2 separate regions of the Gossypium raimondii genome follow, and region 1 is linked to region 2. A link is a contact called in public Hi-C data. All regions are on one chromosome and are shown on one strand. Each heading gives the region's core, a stretch centred on a gene start, on an enhancer-like site or on the middle of the called end of the contact. The rest is flanking DNA. Distances are from core to core; before and after follow the strand shown.

Region 1 (3,388 bases), core at 301-2,800, 90 kb before region 2:
AGGGTTTTAAAAATTTGACAACACGCGTTTAACATCAGACTTGACTCTCAAAAACATTTTGTCCCCAGCGGAGTCGCTAGCTGTAGCGACCTAAAAATTTTGGGCACGGGCGCTAATCGAATTAATTATTGAAAATTTGAAAATAGAGTTTCAATTTTATTTGCAAAAGGAGTCGCCACCGATCTTTTTTAGGTGTGATCGGACACCTAATAAATTCTCTTTTTAGAAAAAAATTTATTTTTAAATTTTCCTAAAAAAGAGGTAATTTTAGGTCTGCGTGAAAATCCAGAGAAAATTAGGGTTCGGGAGTCAGTTACGCGCGAGGAAGGTATTAGCACCCTCGCGACGCCCAAAATTGGTATCTCGTTAAACGCGCGTTGTCTTAATTTTCAAAAATACAAGTTCAATTTAAGATTTAATTATGATCCGATTGAAACTTGAGAAAACCCTTTTTTTTAAACACGAGAGCTTTGAAACACAATAATAATTTTCGAAAACACGAAGATTTTTGAAACACGAAAATTTTTTGAAAACACAGAATTTTTTTTGAAAACAAGGAAATTTTCGATACATGAGAATTTTTTGACACGAAAAATTTTGAAAACACGAAAATTTTGAAAACATGATTTTTTTTAAATACGATTTTTTTTAAAAACATGAGAATTTTTTTTGAAAACACGAAAACATGAAAATTTTGAAAAAACGAAAATTTTTGAAACATGAGAATTTTTGAAAACATGAAAAATTTTTAAACACGGAATTTTGATAACACGAAATTTTTATTTTTATTTTTTTAAAACACGAAAATTTTAAAACATGGAAATTTAAAACACGAATTTTTTAAAACACAAGTTTTTTATTTTTTTATTTCTTTAAATACCGTATTTAACATGAATCGGTGACATTCACCTCGTTATGGCGATGAAACCATCGAATTAGTGTTAACTCAATTCAATTTAATATTTAATCGGGATTCTAATAAAACATGAGAATTTTTATTAAAATACGAGGATTTTTGAATATTTTTATTTTTAAAAGAGCGTCCCGAATTTAACACGAGCTATCGATATCCACCCAACATAGCGATGAATTCGATGACTCGATGCTAAATTGGTTCGTTGCCTTATGCATTAAAATATTATTATTATTATTTTTTAAATATGCAATTAAAATGACATAATAATATTTATGAAAACTATTTTTAAACATACTAATTTAAATTAAATAAAACACCATTTAAATACATTAAATAAAATAAAATAGATTAAAAAGAAAAAAATTTACCCAAAAAGGCCCTTTTCCTTTTTTTCGGTTTGGGCCTCAGTTGGCCCGCTTCACTGCTGCAAACGGCCCGCTGGAGCTGCTGGGGTATTGGGCCTGCACTGGGTCAAGTCCATTGGTGGTGGACTGCTGGTGGCTTACCAAAAATGGGCTGCTGTTTTTATTTTTTTATTACTTTTTATTTTCTTTTTTTCTTTCTTTTTTCTCTCTTTTTCTTCCTCTTTTTTTTTTTTTTTTCTTCTTCTCTTCTTCTTGTCTCAAAGCCTTGGCCCTTCTTTTTCACCGCCGTCGGTGTCTCCTGGGTGCGGTGGTTGGACGGTCGCCGGCGTTCTCCTTTCCCTCCTCTCTTCTTCTTCTTTCTTCACTTCTTTCTACTTTACTTTTTTTTTTGCTTGCTTGATGCTATTTTCCTTTCTTTTGTTTATGCTTGCACATTTCTTAGCTTGACTTCGGCGAGGAGTAACGATGATTGTTGCACGGCGATCGTGGTGGCGTGGGTACGGTGGCGGTGAGCGTGGGATCGGCCCATGGGAGTATTTTTTGCTGCTGGAATTTTCTGCTATTTTTTTTGCTTTGGTTGCCGAAAAATCCCCCCCTTCTCTTCAATTTTTTCTTTTTAAAAGCTCCAAATTTTGTCCTCTTTCTCATTGTTTGCAGGTGGCAGAGGAGCCATGATGGCCTAGGGGGGCTGCTGGAGTAGCTCGGCCGGGAGGGGTACACTCACTGCTGCAGCGATTAGACAAGTCCAGAAGGACTAAATTGCATAGGATGCAAAGCTTCTGGGGCAAAAGTGTAATTTTAGCAAAAATATGGGCCAAAATGTAATTTCTTGAGAGTTTAGGGGTCAAAGTGAAATTTTGAGAAAGTATAAGGGTTGAAATGTAATTTTAGAAAGTTTTGGGGTCAAAATGTAAATTTTAGAAAAGTTTGGGGTCAAAATGTAAAATTTTAAAATTACAGGGGTTAAAATGCAAAAAATAAAATAAAAAAAATCTTTTTTTTTTTCAAACACGAAATTAATCCCGGACAAAATTCAGTGATTACACAAGGGCCTCCATGGAAGAACCAATTTGCTCGTTAATCAGACTAACAACCCCATTTTTTTAAGCAGGGGCAAAATGCAATCTGATTCTTAATACGTAAGCCTCCATGATACTTGTACCTAAAAATTATAAAAAGAAGGTTGGTTTAGATTTTTAAAAAAATATTAAAAGGGATATCAACAAGTGTTACAAACAAATAATTTAATTAATTATATTGTTCATATTTATTGATATGTTTGGAAAGTTGATTTAGTATATAAATTTACGTGTAATTATTTGTAATTCATTTATATGTATGCATGGATGACTATAATAATTAGTGAGTCTGATTAAGTGTAATCGATACAAGCAATTACATTTGTGTCACATTGTTTAGTAGCTATTGTAATTAGCTGGTCTTATTGAATAGAATTTAATCTGAGCACCTTAATTATTTGCTTCAATCCATATCTCATGGTTGAAAATTGAAAAATTACGCGTGGCAATTAACCATGATGACTTTTAAACAAATTTAAAAATTAGAATCTTTTACAATTCTAAGAATGCATGATTACTACCTATTAATTACACCTTTTTCAATTACGTTATCACGAATAAATACATACAAATTCTATATGTTCTTTGTAATTATTAGTTTGCTTGTTTGGACCAATATTTAATAATCGGATTGGTGATCGAATTGGTCAAACCATTGATTCTCAATTCAATCGTTGGTCTAACAATAAATAAATAAATATTATAAAAAAAAGGTAAGAAAACACGTTTCAATGGGTTCAACCACCTTTTTTTTTTGTTTCAATTTTTAATTTTTACCCAATCTGAGTAGTTCACTTAGAGAGTGATTTAACCTCTATATCAAGATTGATATGCCGAACGATTCTTAATTCGATTGATGCCAATTTAAATAACAAAAAAATAAAAATAAAAATCTGATGAGGATATTCATGAGGGGGCTTTTTTTTGGTTCTGATATTGTCTTTTACTTGCTTGTAAACCCTAGCATGTTTGCTCATTTTTGGCAAATAAATCAAAAAGATTAATTTTAATAATTTTAAAGAGGTTAA
Region 2 (3,743 bases), core at 762-3,261:
GCCGCCTGGCCCATGAGCACCTCTAGTAGGCATCTTAAATGGCTAATTGAATTTTTTTTTATTTTACAACTTTTTAATATTTTTTTTGTTTATTTTTATTTCATATTTATTATACTTGATAAATATATTATTCCAATTTTATTTTATGTTAGAAATTTTTTATTATTTTTATTTGCCTAATTGGGAAATCACATCTTCGTGCCTCGTACGCAAGAGAAAATAAACTACGCTACATTGGATCTACGATTTAGTCGAATTTGGCATACCTTCAAAAGTTAACAAGAATTAGATGAGTTAGTTTCCGATTTAACGGTGGAACCACAAAATCAAACTCATTACTTTTTTATTTAACCGGTTGAACCAATTGAGTTAATTTTGATTTACAATTTATGGAATGGATATAAATATTAACTTTCAAATATATTATCGAATTATTTTTAACTTTCATATAATTGATTTCAACTCAATTTCCATTCTCTTATTTGCTTACCTTTAATTTCTTTAGAATTTTCTTTCTATTAAATTTGATATCTAGCATAATTAGATAATTAGTGTTTTAATTTTTTTAATCGAAAGATTAAATTATATTTTAATTGTGTAGGGATATTAATTTTCTAGTAAACTCTAATGGTAGAATTGGACCCTTATTGAAATATAATACGCATGTGGGAGAAGTATTTGTATTGTAAGACAGTTTAGCTTTTCTAAATGGGGTTGTTTTTTTTATCTAAATCAATAAAGAAAATGAATTTCAAAGTTTAGTATTCACAATCTGAAAACAGCTTCCAAAGTTAATAAAATTTTAAAATTAATTTTGATTTAATCAGTTAAATTACAAAATTCTATTTATTAAGCTAGTTGAACTAATTTTTTGATTTTGATGTAGAATTTATGAAATGGATATAAATATTAACTTTCAAAAATATTATCAGAATTATTTCTAACTTCAATGTAATTTATTTAACCGAATGTTAAACATTTTGCAATTATTTCAATAAAGTTAACTACTACGACCTATTAATGCCAACCTCTTCCATAAACAAAATGTTACAAAAACTCCAAAATACTGAAGCACTCACACAAACAAACAAATTGTTGAAAAATAGAACTCAATCATCATCCCTCAAAACAGTAAATGTATATGGTTTTTTCCAAAAATAAAAATAAAAATTACATTTTGACCCTTGAATTTTTCAAAATTACATTTTAACCTTCAATTTTTTAAAATTACATTTTGGCCCTATATTTTTCTAAAATTGTGATTTTGCCCCAGAAGTTTTGCATCCTCTACAATTTAGTCTTTCTGGACATGTCAAATCACCCAATCGGCATCCGGGCGTGCATTGCCACCTCCAGCTACTCCTTCAGCCTCCCTAGGTTCATGATGCCCTCCACTGTCACCTGAAGACAAAGAGAAAGAAAACAAATCGGTGAGATTAAAAGAAGAAAAATGAGAGGGAGAGGGGGATTCGAAAAAAAACAAAAAAAAGAAGCAAAAAAAAAATCAAAAAACCGAACAACAGCAGCCAAAGGCCATCGCCACCGTCGCATAAACCACCGCCACCGCAACCGTCGCACCACCACCTAAAAGCCAATCACAAAGCAACCAAACAAAAAATGAAGAAAGCAAAAAATTTCCAAAAATCAGCAGCCAAGAATCATATTTTTAAAAACGTTTACCTTTGAATCGCAGGCCACCGAGGCGAAGAAGAGCCGAGGGCGAGCGCGGCGGCGACGCCTTCAACTTTGGGGATTGTCGAAATAGAAGAGAAAGAGAGAAGGAAAGAAAAAAGAAGGGAAAGAAGAAAGAAGAGAAAAAAAAGAAAAGGAGAGAAAGAAGACGGAGGAGGAGAAGGGAGGAGCGCCGGCATCGTCGCATCACCGGGCGAAAGACGGCGGCGGCTAGGGTTTGAAAAGAAGAAGAAAAGAAAGAAAAGAAAAAGAAGAAAAAAAAGAAAAAAGGAAAAAGGAAAAAGAAGAAAAAAAAATAACATAACAGCCGGGTTGACCCGACCCGAACAGCAACCCACAGCAGCCAGCAGACCGGTGCAGCATCAGCAGGCCACACCACCAGCAGCCCCAAGCCCAGCAAAAGAAAAAACAGCAGGCCCACTCTCCCAGCAGCCCAGCACCCAGGCAGCCCCAGCAGCAGCATAGCAGGCCCTCCAGCAGCAGCCAGGCCCAGCGTGCAGCAGCCAGCAAGCCAGCATCCGGCCCAGCGCCGAGTGGCCCAATCTTCCAGAAAAAAAAGAAAGGAAGAAAGAAAAAAAGAAAAAGAGAGAAGGGCCCATTCTTCAAGCCCATAATTTCGGGCCGTAGGTAATATTTTTATCCTTTTTAATTTAGTCTATGTATTTAATTGTTGTTTCGTTTTAATTGAATTAGCATTTTTAAATAACTTTTTTAGAAATATTATTACATTTATTTTACTTGCATTTTTAAAATTAAAAAAATAATTTTAATGGATAAGGCAACGAATCGTTTTAACATTAAGCCATTGATTTTATCGCTATGTTGGGTGAATATCATCGGTTCGTGTTAAATACGAGACATCCTTCTAAAAAAATGAAAAATTTAAAAATTCTCGTGTTTTAAAATAAATTATCTTTTGTAAATTATCAAATTATATATATTTTTTTAAAATAAATAATAATATGTAATTTATCAAATTTCTCGTTTTTTTTAAAAGAGAAAAAGAAAATTTTGGATCACGGTTAAGTATTAAATTGAACTCGTTTTTTTTTAAATTTAAGACAACACACGTTTAACGAGATACCAATTTTGGGCGTCGCGAGGGTACTAATACCTTCCTCGCGCGTAATTAACTCCCGAACCCTAATTTTGTCTGGAATTTTGACGTGGGCCTAACTCGGCTTTTTTTTAAAATAAAATTTACAAAATAATTTTTCTATTAAGAAGAGGATTTATTAGGTGTCCGATCACACCTAGGAAAAAGAATCGGTGGCGACTCCCTTTTTTAAATAAAACCGAAACTTTACTTTTAAATTTTCAATGATCACGTCGACTAACGCCCATGCAAAAAAAATTTTAAGTCGCTACAGTATATACATAAGAGTAAGAGTGAAACAAGATAGAAAAACATTCGTCACCAAACAAAAATCATTTATCACCAAGCTTTAAATAACGCAAGACTCCTCACCACTAGGTAGTAATAGCATCAGCCATTCCATTACTGAGAACAAATGCGAATATTATCATATGGTGCTAATGTTTTGTAATGTTATTCAGTTTTGTCTTGATGTTGTCATGTTTTCGGCTGCTTAGTGTTCCTTGGCCTGTTAATGCTGCAACAATGTGTATCCATGTACCGGTCTTCATCTCTATTAATAGATTTTTTTCTATTTTTCAAAAAAAAAAATCGATCAAAATATCTTTAGCACCATCAAGCAGCTTGCTCTTAAATTCTTCACACTAATACATGAATTTTTTTTAACCAGAATTTCGTATCAACAATTTATAAAATTAAATGGTAAACTGTAAATAAAAATTGAAAATCAAATGCATATTAACTACATGCAAATACCATTTTCTTTGTGGTAAGAGAACACAACGGATCATAACATATATCACCCTTCACCAACCTAGCAGGGCCTTGCTATCACAAGCTTCGGCATGTCAAGAATGTGGAACTCAACATTAAACTATATATTTTTTGGTGCATATATTTTGTTATTTATATGATACCATACAAACCCATATTTTTTCCCCTTGATAACATGGAA

Evidence for each region. A called contact is a pair of places that touch in the nucleus more often than the background predicts.
Region 1: a contact with region 2 is called in a Hi-C map of leaf, with 4 times the contacts expected there. The contact joins the enhancer-like site here to the promoter of LOC105762158 in region 2. A contact is called at or near these places in 2 of 2 Hi-C or Micro-C datasets (both in leaf).

What each region holds. Positions count from the first base shown.
Region 1 is chr12:37,127,698-37,131,085 of ASM2569854v1, reverse strand. No RefSeq gene overlaps it. Among protein-coding and RNA genes, the nearest start is that of LOC105763913, 16 kb to the right of the region's middle. Within about 2 kb of position 1,550, the one cell type or tissue checked has open chromatin away from gene starts, as enhancers often do. A contact at or near this core is called in leaf, where this site is marked.
Region 2 is chr12:37,037,857-37,041,599 of ASM2569854v1, reverse strand. It overlaps LOC105762158, which reads right to left and starts at 2,011. Exons shown (of 3, transcript XM_052624653.1): 1 at 1,681-2,011; 2 at 1,519-1,584; 3 at 1,129-1,401. The coding sequence starts at 1,879. The coding sequence ends at 1,313. LOC105762440 (cytochrome P450 703A2) reads left to right here and starts at 3,738. Exons shown (of 2, transcript XM_012580244.2): 1 at 3,738-3,743. The coding sequence starts at 3,738.